2 separate regions of the Triticum aestivum genome follow, and region 2 is linked to region 1. The links are chromatin contacts, called in public HiCAR-type maps. All regions are on one chromosome and are shown on one strand. The core of a region is the stretch at or near the end of the contact, and the rest is flanking DNA. Distances in the headings are between cores, read along the strand shown.

Region 1 (6,802 bases), core at 1,266-3,765:
TGCCTTGGCCTAGTGCTCTAGTGCCGTTGTACTTGCAGCACCAACAAACAACGCTGCTATAATTAACTGGCCGTATAATTAACTCTTCAGTAGCAAGACGAATAGAGAGGCAAAATTTAAACAGTACAATGCCCACCTAGTCAATACAGAAACTTAATTATAGTTCATACAGAAACAGAGAATAGATTATTTGTCATGCGGAGAAACAGAGAGCAGGCACAGTACAACCACCATTCTTAGTCTCTCAAAAGGATCTACTAACAGTTAATCATGCAGGAACTTAACATCACACACATAGCAGCAGCGCATACATGCATAAAATTCAGTTAAAACCTCGAGCTTTGCATGGATTGGAAGAGGGGGAAACAGCAGCAATCTTCCTTCTCTTGTCAATTGCAGATTCTCTCCTCTTGGAACTTTTCCTTCCAGATTCTTGGTCGATGCCTGCGGTAGGCCTCTTCTCGCAGTCCTTTCCAGTGGCGCCGGCAGCAGGAATGGTGGGAGAAGAGAATTATGTGGTGGTGGGAAGAGTTGCGGCTGCGGAGGTACATGGCGGCGCTGGGGCGGCCGGCAGCCGCGACGGAGATAGACGGCGGCGCTGCAGCGCCCAATGCGGGGATGGACGACGACGCTCGTGCGGCCATAGAGGAGGTCGACGAACTCAATAGGTTGGCCATGGAGGTGGACGACGTGTATAGGCCGGCCACGGCGGCGCGGCCATGGCTGGCAGCGAGTCCTAATCCCCGCGGCGTGCCCAGGCTAGTCAGTTAGGTGGGTTCGATGTGGGCATCATGGGATAACCCACATATTCCACATGTCGGGATGTGCTGACCGTGGGTGTCCACGAACGCAAAATAAACGGGCCTTTAAGTGGGCACCGTGGGCTTCCCGTGGTAGAGTAGTAGCATCGAGCTGCTTGGGGCGGTAAATAAGACGAGCGTGGTTGATTAGGCAAACAAAGATGGCTGGCCCCGTCTCTCTGTCTCTGTGTTTGTGCGTGTGAGTAGGTGTTTTCAAAGAGATAGACGACGGCTTTGCACGGGGTACAGGGCGCGGCCAGCTCGGAGCTTGCAACTTCGCGGGTAGGAGTAGTGATCCCACTGAGCATATAACTATACTGGCCGCAAAAACACTACGCTGCCGCCATTTGTTTACTTAGCTCTAGGCTAGCACCATCCCACGCCCTAATCTAGGACATAATTGATCATTACTACGACGTTGAAAAACTCTGGCCAAGCACCAGTATAATAGCCTTATCAAGCCGTAATCTAATTAGTCAGCTGCATCCATTCAACGGAGCTTAACTCCAAAAACTTTGATGGGAGTACTCCATCAAGCGAGAAGAAACCACACAGTGCTGCTACTACAATCAAAGATTTGATGGGAGTACGTGACCGCCGTGGAGCCTCCCTTGGAACCATGCATTCACGGTCGCCTATACATGGGCAGGGAGAATCTCCGCCCTCCCTTTGTTTCTTTTCACCTGCTCCAAAGCGCCTTGGCTCACATGGGCGTGGGGTAGAGAGCCTTGGCCTTCACTTTCTTTCTTCTTTTACCAGGCCCGGGACCTTGGAAATTATACAACACTACTACTTGCATTATTGACTACTAATTGATCACACTAGTGGTAGCAGTAATATTTTGATCTTAGTATCTGCCATGGTTAGTTTAAAGATGAGCCCTACTCCGCATGATTTTGTAGGGCCTTTGTTAAGATCCCACCTTCACTTCACCTCGACACATGCAGTTTGGGAGGGGCACTTATCACCATCATCATCATTGGTGTCTGCTCTTAACCTCAGCTAGCGATCGATAAAAGCTGTGGTGATTGCTGAATAAAGAAAGCTAAAACTTTAACTTATCTGCCTTTTGCCAGTGACTTTGTGCAAAAGTGACTGTTGGTGCTTACTAGCAGCTTAATCATTCTTGCCTCTGCGTCCATTCAAACACAAACAAGCAGGGCAGTCACCAGTCAGTGCTGACGAGGAAAGCCCGTGTCACCCCCGTCATCAAGCATTCAGATTCATATCCCATGCTGTCACTGCTGCCAGTTTGCTTCAGTGGCCCTTAACCTCGCAGTAACTACACCATGCCTGCTTAACCTGTAAACACTGACAGCAGCATGCAGCACGTAGCGCAGTACAGTATTCACGGCATGCATTGCGTCATGCAGTCAAAGAAGTGTTACTGTAATCTTTTTTCTCACCGGATGGGTCCGTCTCCGTCCGTCCTCCAGTTGTGTCCTCCGGTCCTCGTCTGCGGCCAGCCAATGGCGAAACTCTGAGGAGGGGGAGTAGAACAGAGCGGGAGGGGGAGAGGGTGGTGGAAATTTTCCTCGGAATCACGCGAGCGAAAGCAGTGGGTGGTGGTGGTACGGGGTCTGATGTGCTGTGGTGTGCTGGGGGCCAGTGCAGGGCGAGCGCAAGACAATCGCAAGAATTTGACCGGCCTGGCATCTAGCGCCGAGCGGGGGGCGGTGGGCCCCGCGGCGTCGGACACGGGACCGGGGGCGCGCGGTAGAAAACAATGATACTCCCGCCACCAACAGCGACAGCGAGTGAGAGTGAGCCTGCTTGCTCAAGTGGTACTGACGCTGTGAATGGCCCGCGGTAAAAGGAAATCTACTGTAGGAAAGTGAAGCTGCGACTGTTAAGGACTGAATAATCTCCAGTACTGCTACTCCCTGCGGTTAATACCTATGGATGCGTGATGATCAGTTGGTTTCACTGTGTGTCTGTCTGTGTACGAGCAGTCGGCCACCTCTGGTCTCAGCCGGGCTGACTGACACCGCGGGTTAATTCGCGCAGCCTCTCCCTGCAGGATTAGCTGCGGGTTTCTGAGAAGGGAATTGATGACACGGTTTTGTTTACTGTTCTGCTCACCCGTGGCGAGTCGAGTCGAGTCAGCGTTGTTGGTGAAGTTATAAAGCTGCTCTTAATGCACTGTGAGTATATCACGTACGGTGCACTGTATAGCAGCTGGTATACGGCCCATGAACATGTACAAAGAAACAGAGAGTAGGACAAGGGAGTAGTACTGTACCGGAGGCATTGATCGGCCGCCCGCCATTGACTCCGACCATTCCCCGGGTCAGAGTTGCCGGTGAGGCTTCCGATCCGATCGATTAAATCCGCCCCTGAATGCGCAGCCGGAATCCGAGTCGGCGACGTACGACCGAGGGCATCGACCCCAGGAATCCGAGGATACGTCCGACACGTAGCTGTAATGTGTAAACCTCCAAAATACGTACATGGGCCAGGCCAGGGGAGTGAAACCGCTGATTTTCCTCGGGCCAGCGGTGTTGTTCTACGGTCGCTGGGGTCGAGATTATACGGAGGGGCCGAGTTGTTGCCGCGAACGCAACGGGGGATTTGGCGGGTGTGCTCCATTGAAGGCAGGCGAAGTGCATTGCATTGCATGCGGGCGGTCCAGGCGACAAGATTCGCAGCTCCACTCCGGCCGCGAGGGAGGACCACGAGCCGCGCCCGCATACCTGCTACGATTCCCGGAGGTAAAACTCGCCGTGCAACTGTGGCCAGAAAAAAACTTGAAGCTCGCGAGCTAAATGAGTAGCTCGTGACTCGGCTCAAATAGACTCGCACTCGATCGAGTCAATATTCAGTTTAAGAAGGTGCTTGAATACGTTTTAGTCTCATAACTAAAAGTAGTGGGACTAAAACTTGCTAACCTCATCCATGCTTGGATACAAATACTAAATAGACTAAAATCGAGTTAATGAGCATTTATTATCCTTCAAACACTCCAATCCAGAACTCGCATGTGTTAAAGGAGAGGAGTTAAATGAGGAGAGCGAGGACTAATCCACATTTTAGTAGGGTTCCCCTGACTAAAATTTTTTAGTCTCAAGATTAGTTCTAGCCTTTCTTTAGTCAGGGGTGATTGAAACTTTAGCCTCTAAAAGAGACTAGTTTTATTCAAATTAAAAATAGTCTCTTGGATCCAAACATGCTCTAAGATCGTTTCTAGATCGAGTTAAATGAGCCAATCTCACGAGTACTCGTGTAACTCGTTAGTCTCGAAACAAAGGATCAGTCACTCTCAATAAAATAAAATCAGCCACTCAACACCTTGCATCCCAGGCGCACAACACAAGGCTCAGCCACCTAAGAAACTCACACGCCGCACGCGACGATTCTCTCCTTCCATCTATAGCGAAGTTATAGACGACCGATTCCCCTCCTGTCTTCTTTGTTTTTTTCTCCTGTGAATCGTGACGGCGGTGGCGCCGCGCCTACGCCGCACCCCACCTCTCTGGCCAGCGGCCTGCGCTTCTGAGGTGCGTGAGTCGGACACTCCCTGCCAACGCTGCTAATCTCCTCCTTATCTTCCTTTAGTTCCTTCTACTGCTGATCTATGCTTGCATTCTTCTGTCTGACTTACTGATATTACTGACAATTGTATGTTAAGCTTGTTGTCGGCGTAAAAAATCGGCAGACCTCGGGGTAGCTGGTCCCGAGCTGTGGATCTCGGACAAATGGTAATGGGAACAAGGGAGACGATATTTACCCAGGTTCGGGCCCTCTTGATGGAGGTAAAACACTACGTCCCGCTCTTGTTTATATTGATGGAGATGTATCGAGTAAAAGCTTGATCTACCTCGAGATCAAAGTTGTGTTCTAACCCTAGGGCTAGGTGAATGCAATTGTGATTATGTCCCTTCCATGGGATAAACCCTTTGGCTTATATACACGCCAGGTAGGGCATCTAGGGTTAAATGGTCGGTATCTAGGGGAGAGGCAGTAGGGGATGTCTTGGAGTGTACGTCAAGTCTTAAGCAGATGTAGTGATGTAGGGCAGGACCCTATGGGGCCGATCTTTCACGTTTGGAGTGGATCCTACGGGGGAACATGAAGAACGCGCGGAAGAACACGAGGGAAATCACGGGGAGGACCGAGAGGAACACTCAACCGACAAGTGATTGATCACACAAGGGCTAGATCACCGAAAGCATAAGGTAACACAAGATCCAAAGTCAACAAAGGGAAGATACAAAAGTAACCGTTCTTCTCCGTGAGGAGGTCTTGATTCTCTTCTCCGGATGGAGGCCTTGAATCCGAATGGATCTTCTCCGAAGAGGCACGGTCCCTCACGTGGAGTAGATCCGGTACGGATGAGCAATGCTCTATCTCAAAACGAGCTATCACAATGCTAACCCTATCTAGTAGAAAGTGTCGGAGTATATATAGTATAGGGCCATGAAAGGGTAAGTGAAGGCTACATGGGACTCGACCCAATACTCTGCGCACAGGCAGGCGTCGGACGTCCGGAGGCTCGGGAAGGTCCAGACGTCCGGAAAAGCTCGGACTTCCGTAGTTTCAGCTCTGTTGGGGACGAGTCGGACGTCCGGAGGGAGTCGGTCGTCCGGAGCTTCGGGACGGTCCGGACGTCCGTTGATCGCCGAACTTTCGTAGATTTGGCTCGGGTGGTGAAGTACCGGACGTCCGGAGGGGTTCGGTCGTCCGGGTCCTGGGAGTCATCGGACGTCCGGGCTGGGCCGGTCGTCCGTGGCCAGTAGCTCTGTCCTGCCTTCCTTCTCTCGGCTGTAGCATCTTCCAGGGCTCGGACGTCCGGGCCCGGCCGGTCGTCCGGTGCCTGTAGCTTCCCAAATGGCTCTTCTTCTTGATGTTCATGCTTAGTGTCCTTGCCACCTTGGCCATTGGGTGTAGCTATCCCGTGGCTCTCCTCCAAGTACCTGATCACACACAGAGTGTCCGTATGAGGTAGTAGCCAAGTCTCGTGAGTAGAGAGAGGGTGTTGGGAGAGGAGCGAGTTCACCTTATCCTCGATAGCCTTTGCTCTAGCTCTTGTCATGGGTCCAAGTGGTGTTGAGGGAGATGTAGGTACGTCCAGGGGGATGAGCATGAAGGAAATATGCCCTAGAGGCAATAATAAAGTTATTATTTATTTCCTCATATCATGATAAATGTTTATTATTCATGCTATAATTGTATTAACTAGAAACATGATACATGTGTGAATACATAGACAAACTTAATGTCACTAGTATGCCTCTACTTGACTAGCTCATTAATCAAAGATGGTTATGTTTCCTAACCATAGACATGTGTTGTCATTTGATTAATGGGATCACATCATTAGGAGAATGATGTGATTGACTTGACCCATTCCATTAGCTTAGCACTTGATCGTTTAGTATGTTGCTATTGCTTTCTTCATGACTTATACAAAGTTCCTATAACTATGAGATTATGCAACTCCCGGTTACCGGAGGAACACTTTGTGTGCTACCAAACGTCACAACGTAACTGGGTGATTATAAAGGAGCTCTACAGGTGTCTCCAAAGGTACATGTTGAGTTGGCGTATTTCGAGATTAGGTTTTGTCACTTCGATTGTCGGAGAGGTATCTCTGGGCCCTCTCGGTAATGCACATCACTATAAGCCTTGCAAGCAATGTAGCTAATGAGTTAGTTATGGAATGATGCATTACGTAACGAGTAAAGAGACTTGCCGGTAACGAGATTGAACTAGGTATTGGATACCGACGATCGAATCTCGAGCAAGTAACATACCGATGACAAAGGGAACAACGTATGTTGTTATGCGGTTTGACCGATAAAGATCTTCGTAGAATATGTAGGAGCCAATATGAGCATCCAGGTTCCGCTATTGGCTATTGACCGGAAACTATTCTAGGTCATGTCTACATAGTTCTCGAACCCGTAGGGTCCACACGCTTAACGTTACAATGACAGTTATATTATGAGTTTATAGTTTTTTATGTACCAAAGGTTGTTCGGAGTCCTGGATGTGATAACGGA
Region 2 (7,530 bases), core at 2,563-5,062, 210 kb after region 1:
CTCCTCCAACAGGCTCACCGGCACGCTGCCGCCGGACCTCTGCGCCGGGGGCAAGCTGCACACGCTCATCGCCCTCGGCAACTCCTTGTTCGGCTCCATCCCCGACTCCCTCGGCCAGTGCAAATCCTTGAGCCGTATCCGTCTCGGAGAGAACTACTTGAACGGCTCCATTCCCAAGGGGCTCTTCGAGTTGCAGAAGCTCACTCAGGTCGAGCTGCAAGACAACCTCCTCACCGGCGACTTCCCTGCTGTGGTCGGCCCCGCGGCGCCTAATCTGGGGGAGATCAACCTGTCCAACAATCAGCTCACCGGTGCATTGCCGGCATCCATTGGAAACTTCTCTGGTGTTCAGAAGCTGCTACTTGATCGCAACTCGTTCTCCGGCGTGTTGCCTGCCGAGGTTGGGCGGCTGCAGGAGCTGTCAAAGGCCGACCTTAGCGGCAATGCGATCGAGGGAGGTGTGCCGCCGGAGATTGGGAAATGCCGGCTGCTCACTTACTTGGACCTGAGCAGGAACAACCTCTCCGGGAGGATTCCTCCGGCCATCTCTGGAATGAGGATACTGAACTACCTCAACTTGTCCAAGAACCACCTTGATGGAGAGATACCTCCATCCATCTCCACAATGCAGAGCTTGACGGCGGTCGACTTCTCATACAACAACTTATCCGGGCTCGTCCCAGGGACCGGCCAGTTCAGCTACTTCAATGCCACATCTTTCGTTGGCAATCCAAACCTGTGTGGACCATACCTTGGTCCATGCCGCCCTGGCATTGCTGATGCTGGTCACACCAACCATGGCCATGGAGGGCTGTCTAGTACCATCAAGCTGCTCATTGTGTTAGGCTTGCTTCTTTGCTCCATTATATTTGCCACCGCGGCGATTCTGAAGGCGCGGTCGTTGAAGAAAGCCAGTGATGCACGGATGTGGAAACTCACTGCATTCCAGCGCCTTGATTTCACCTGTGATGATGTGCTCGATTCCCTGAAAGAGGAGAACATTATTGGCAAAGGCGGGGCTGGAACTGTGTACAAGGGATCAATGCCCAATGGTGATCATGTGGCCGTGAAGAGGCTCTCTGCAATGGTCCGTGGCTCATCGCATGATCATGGATTCTCAGCAGAGATACAAACACTTGGGAGGATTCGGCATCGCCATATTGTGCGCCTGCTAGGCTTCTGCTCAAACAATGAGACCAACCTGCTGGTGTATGAGTATATGCCCAATGGTAGTCTTGGGGAGCTTCTCCATGGCAAGAAGGGCGAACACCTGCACTGGGACACTCGGTACAAGATTGCCATTGAAGCTGCCAAGGGGCTGTGCTACCTGCACCATGATTGTTCACCACTGATACTTCACCGTGATGTCAAGTCGAACAATATACTTCTTGACTCTGACTTTGAAGCTCATGTGGCCGACTTCGGGCTGGCGAAATTCCTGCAGGACACCGGCGCATCAGAATGCATGTCTGCCATTGCTGGTTCATATGGCTACATTGCTCCAGGTATTAAAACATGTATTCCTTTAGTTAAATTCAGGTAGCCTACTCTGAAAAGATGCACAATACTGATGTCATAAATACTTTGATTCTTATTGCAGAGGCTTGTTATAACATTGTGCTGTATGTAGTACTTAGCAATTGTTTACTGATATGACTTAGCTAGTAGTTTTGATGAGTATTCCAATGCTTACTGACACCGGTCAAGTTATAAGAGTTTCCTTCCCAAGCCCGCTATCAAGATGTAGATTCTAAAAATTGAGACATTGAGTCGTTCTTTTATTAGTCCTGAATCACATCTGTAAACATAGCGTCTGCTTCTTAGTACCACCTCATTGCAATTAATTCGTAACTCGTAAGAGGTTTTTGATTTAAGAAAGCAGGCACTCCCTGTCTATAGTTAGGTTCAGTTACTTCAATTCTTTGTCTTGTACTCTAACTTGACATTTCTCTAGCTGCGAAAGAACGTCAGTGTATCACTTTCTAACTAACCAATCTTGCATTATTTTGTCATCCGTGGCTGTCCAGAATATGCATACACCCTCAAGGTCGATGAGAAGAGCGACGTCTACAGCTTCGGCGTGGTGCTTCTGGAGCTCGTCACCGGGCGTAAACCTGTGGGGGAGTTTGGCGACGGCGTCGACATTGTCCAGTGGGTCAAGATGATGACAGGCCCAAACAAGGAGCAAGTGATGAAGATCCTGGACCCGAGGCTGTCGACCGTGCCGGTGCACGAGGTCATGCACGTATTCTACGTCGCCCTGCTGTGCACCGAGGAGCACAGCGTGCAGCGCCCGACGATGCGGGAGGTCGTGCAGATCCTGAGCGAGCTCCCAAAGCCAGCTGCCAACCAAGATGGAGAAGAAGAGCTTCCTCTCTCCTGCGAAGGACCTGAATCCAACCCTCCTGCCCCAACCAGTTACACCGAGGCACCAGCCGGCGACGCGAAAGATCAGCAGCCGCAGCAGCAGCACACAAGCTCGGAGTCGTCGCCTCCTGATCTCATCAGCATCTGATCATCCAAGTACCCGGAAGCATCGCCGTCCGTCGCAAATATGTTGGGGCTTCCTTTGATCGTGCAAGCTTAGGCCTGAATCTGGGGTTCGTTGGGTGAGAGACTTTGTTGGTGTTGTGCTGTACATATCCAAGCTGCTTTGGTGGTGGGGGTGTCCAAGAGCTTCCAGTTTGGTGTGTGTTTGCCTGTTTGGTACTTTGCTTTGCTGCTTGTAGCCGTAGGGATTATGTGGTAGTGGAGCCTTTGATGATCTTTCCTTGTGCAATGTAGTAGTAGTATCAGTAGTAGCCATCTACTAAATGCCAAGCTCCTTTCCGGTCCGGTCCAGCATGAGAATCTGAAAAATCTTTGTTGTGGAACCATGGTCCTCTTTAAACTTTAAAGTGGCTTCTGTTGATCTGCAAATGTTTGCAGTAGGAGTACCACTTCATCACCAATGCTGTAGTACCAAAGAAAGAAAAGCGCTTTCTTTCTGCCCTCTGAGAAGAATGATAATTGCAAAGCGCTTTTTGTGCTGCCAAAGCGTTCGATTGATGCTGCTCCCTTTTTGACTTTGCTTGACGTTCAGAGACGATCAAGGAATCCTTGCTGATCCGAGGCCAAGCCGGCTTGCGAATGTCAAACAAACGACGCTTTGCCCTCGGCGTAACGCCAAGCAGCAGCATCCGAATGTGATCAGATCAGCAGCACTAGTGAGTGCACCAGTAGGGTCTAAACTCTAGACTAATGTCAGGCGATTCGCTGCCTGAGGCCCCATCTAATCTAATCTAATGATGATCGATGATGATGATGCGCCTCGGCGACCCCCTGACCCTGTGGGGACGGGGGTTAAATAATCATGCCGCACCGGCGCACGGCCGCTGCGACGTCGTCAGGCCGGATGATGGCTGATGGGGGCACGCACCGCCGTGGAACGGGACGGCGAACGGCCGGCGTGCCTTTCCACGGCCCCTCTCCCTCGTCTCCTGGCTCCCTTGATCTGATCTTACCTACCCTGCTTTTGCTCCGGTGCACACCCAACGGAAAGTCAATCTATTCTAGGGTTGTCCATGGAGTTTATCTACGCACGTACCGTGCCCTCGTCCTCGGCCTCCGGCGAGATCTCGCCCCGCCGCCGTTTTTTGCAGAGAAATAATGGTGATACTGGTGCCAGGAGGCAACAGAAGGAGCGTGAAATTAGGTGGACAGTGCGATCGATGGCGCATTGGAATTTCGTGCTGCATTTGTACCGGGCCACTGTTGCCGTTTTCTTGGGTCCCGTCTCCTCCCGTTGGATGCATGCGTCCAAAGAGAATGGTCACATCCACAGCCAGACGCGACGCGACGACGGCACTCCAATCTGGATCGCACGCTGTGCCTGTTTGTGTTGGCCACTCCGATTTTTTGTCGAAAGAGACTCCCTGTTCACTGGAATTGACAAAAAAGACCCCATCAAATAAAATTGACAAAAAAGACCCCTCTCGGCCGTGACGGCAGCCGCGCCAGGCGACACGTGGCACCCGCCTGGCGCCTGCCGCCAGCAGGCGAGGTGGCAGCCTTCGAGTAACTGCGAGCGGCGAGGCGGAACGGAACGGAGGCCGATGGTGAGACCGGCCGCCAGCATGGGAGGCGGCAGCAATGTGCCCTGCCGCCTGGGGGCGTGGCCACGGTCCTGTGCGTGCCTGCTGCTGCCGATCGCTGCGTCGGGACTAATGCGCCGCTTCTTTTTTCAAGAAGATACGTTGCTGGATCCTCGCCCTGGTGTGTGACACACGAAAAAAGTTGTTTGACTGTCCAGGTTCTAGAGTAATTAGACAAAAGCAATCAGCCAGTGGAGTGATAAGCACGAATTTGATTGATTGAGCGGCAACGTACCTATCCATCTAACTCGTGGATTCGCATCCCATTCCCTGCCATGCATGCATGCATCTTCCATGGCGTGTTGCGCGCACTGCCCCTATGCCACCTAGCCATAACGAAATTCGGCAGCAGCAGGCACGCACAGGCGTGCCGCCACGCCCCCAGGCGGCAGGGCACAGTGCTGCCGCCTCGCCCACTAGCGGCATGTCCCACCACCGCCCTCCGTTCCGTTCCGCCTCGCTGCTTGCTGTAACTTGAAGGCTGCCGCCTCGCCGGCTGGCGGCAGGCGCTGCCGCCTGGCACCGTGGCGGCAGGTGCCACGTGTCGCCTGGCGCGCCTGCCGCCACGGCCGAGGGGTCCTTTTTGTCAATTTCATTTGAAAGGGGTCTTTTTTGGCAATTCTATCGGGTAGGGAGTCTCTTTCGACAAAAAATTGGCCACTCCCGAGTCCTGCCCACTCATCCATATCCAATTATTGGCGTGGCCTCAGCCTCACATAAACTAAGGTCGGTCACGTAACTTCATTTCCGCCCCGTGTCCACTGTAATAAAACCCGGGTGATCGGGCGGTTCCTTCTTCTAGACCCGGCCTGGTTCTTGTAGCGGGAGTAGTAGCCTGTTGATCGCTTGGCGGTTCTGCCTTCTGTGGAGCGAGCGAGCAAGCAAGCAAGCAGTGGCACCGCTATTATTGAGACGCAACACTACTCCGACCACAGCTTTTAGTATCTCTCTACCTCTCTTGTTGGTGGCTGGTCAGAGATCAGATCAGATGATGACGCGGGCTCTGCCTTTCCACACTGTTCAGTTATTCACCCCAAGGCTATTTACACTCGCCTGCGGGCTGCGGCTGTGCCTGGCTAAAATAGGGAAAAATAACTCTCACCGGAGTCACGGTTTCTGCCTCTGTCGCTCGCTCTGGTTCATGGCCGGAGACAACGGCCAGTGCGAGCTTAATCCGTGTCGTCTCAACTCCGAAGTCTGAAGCCAAGCAAGCTGTGCGCGCAGGAGATGAGACCTACAGTAGCTATGAGGAGGTATAGGCAGGCAGATAGTGGAGTCCATGTGCCAACGATCTACTCTTCCAGGCAGACAGACAGCCAGACAAAGCACACGGGTTAGGTTCTGAACTAACAGGTTCAGTCCAAAACACAACACAACACAACGCCGGAGTTGGTGAATCAGATAAAGCGTAACTGAAGCGGAAGTCAGCGCCGAGGACGTCGTCGTCGTCGTCGTCTTTACCAGCCAGTGTTTGCCGAAAAGAAAAGAGAGTCGGTGGGCTCACGTGGTATAGCTATCATAAGGGGCTCCGTTGTGGTGGTGGTGCAGGGCTTCTTTCTTCTCTACTCTGATGAAGAGGACGTCCGTCCACCTAGCCGAAGCGAGGGCATACAGGAGCACCGCACACGGAACAACTGCTCTCATCTGGAGTCGGGAGCAACATACAGCGGTGTAGCACAGTTCAGTCACATGGGGGAGGCGAACCACTGCGACTGCGAGGGACCGTCGTTCTCGATCGCGCACGCGTGCGCGCGGTAGCAGACTTGTGCATGCAGCGACCAAGGCTCGCTCTCCGTGCTCCTGTTCGTGTCCGTGGTTGCGTCCCGTGGGCATGGGCCCGTCTATCCGACGCCGCTGTCTCGACGGTCGCAGGCTGTGCACCCGACCCGCGTGCGTCATCCTGCTCGATATTAGGCTCGCACGTAATGTAAAGAAGGTCGCCGGCGCAGCGCGCGGCGGGCACCACTGAACTGAACTGAAGCGGAGCATCATTGGTTGCCGACGGAGCGCGGAGGAGGCCGGACGGAGTCACGGAGATGGGAGGCATTGCTACACCTACACGCCGCCACGGAAACGGAAGCCAGCCTAGCTAAGCGTGCTGAACTGGGACAGGCACGTCTAAGTCAGAGCTGTGATCGGGCAAACTCAGCACGGCCAGCCCTACATTTTCTGGGTAACTGGATGCAGAAGCGTGAAGTGCAACGCCACGGAACGCGGCTGCAAATGGGGAGGTCCAAAAATTCCTCAGCATTTGACCGGCCGCCTACTGTTTGCAACAGATAGCATGAAAGCCAGCTCGGCTTCTCTTCTTTTCGGACGCACTCATGCATGTATCCCAACCATCGTGATCTGAATGCCGGTCCTCAGGCCAACTCCACCGCGCGATCCTATCCTGCCTGTCCCGTCCGTTTGAGGTAAAAGGTACAAACGAGACGGCCCAGCGCGCGGGCGCAAACGGACAAATGTCCAGATTTCGTCCGTTCTCGACCCATCCCGGGCCCAAACTTGCGCTCGGTTTGGAGTGAAACGGACGCGCGCGGACGACCGAGACACACGCCCTTGTCCCCCCGTGGCCCGCCTGTCGGGGACACTAGCAGTCCCTCCGCTCCCAACGCTTCACCCTCTCTCCCCACCCCGCCCCGCCGCCGGCGCCGCCCCTATTCTCCGGCCGCCTCCTCACCGCGCAGCCCCCCGCCGTCCATACCAAACCACGTCTCGACATGGCCGCCACCACGCCCGCGCTTTCGCCGTAGTTTTGGTCGTCTATCGGGGGAGGTCTATCGGCGGAGGGGACACGACTGCCGGCGACGGACCACGGCGGCCGAGGCAGATTCCGACGAGAGCTCCAGAGCGGCCAGTAGCCGGCCGGCAACCACCCCTGCTGCGTCGAGGTGATCATCGCGGCCTCTTCGCCACTGCGACCGCAAGGTGTTCGACCTTTTGCCAACAAAGGTATGGACAGTGGAGACGAGTTTTTCTTTCATCACTTCCTTTGTTCATCGGACGATTCGTCGTCAGATGATGAAGATCTTGTGGTGGCTGCACTGGTCGTTCACGACCATATTCAACGGCAGCTTCCTCGGTACAGGGGGTCACTCCCTGGCCGTGCTCCCAACCTGAACCGCAACAGGGAGAGAGGCCACGCCCTGCTCTATGCCGATTACTTTGCGAACACCCCGCTCTTCAAGCCGGATAAATTTCGTCGCCGTTTTCGTATGGCAAGGCATTTGTTCAACCGTATCCGAGAGGGAGTGGTTGCTCATGACCCATACTTCGAGTGCAAGACGGATGCCCTTGGCAAGCTTGGATTCTCCTCTTACCAGAAATGCACCGCGGCCATCCGCAATGCTTGCATATGGTATTCCAGGCGATCTGGTGGACGATTATGTGTGTATGA

Evidence for each region. HiCAR-type assays count read pairs that join an accessible place to other places.
Region 2: a HiCAR-type map of leaf shows a contact between it and region 1, with 9 times the contacts expected there. The contact joins two enhancer-like sites. A contact is called at or near these places in 3 of 5 Hi-C or Micro-C datasets (leaf and an unstated tissue) and 1 of 1 datasets of contacts at active chromatin or transcription factors (leaf).

The regions. Positions count from the first base shown.
Region 1 is chr5B:590,556,821-590,563,622 of IWGSC CS RefSeq v2.1, forward strand. No RefSeq gene overlaps it. Among protein-coding and RNA genes, the nearest start is that of LOC123113463, 13 kb to the left of the region's middle. Within about 2 kb of position 2,516, at least 6 of the 8 cell types and tissues checked have an H3K27ac peak or open chromatin away from gene starts, as enhancers often do. A contact at or near this core is called in leaf, where this site is marked.
Region 2 is chr5B:590,768,154-590,775,683 of IWGSC CS RefSeq v2.1, forward strand. LOC123113464 (leucine-rich repeat receptor-like serine/threonine-protein kinase BAM1) reads left to right here. Exons shown (of 2, transcript XM_044534696.1): 1 at 1-1,505; 2 at 2,028-2,873. The coding sequence ends at 2,515. Among protein-coding and RNA genes, the nearest start is that of LOC123113464, 5.1 kb to the left of the region's middle. Within about 2 kb of position 3,813, at least 3 of the 8 cell types and tissues checked have an H3K27ac peak or open chromatin away from gene starts, as enhancers often do. A contact at or near this core is called in leaf, where this site is marked.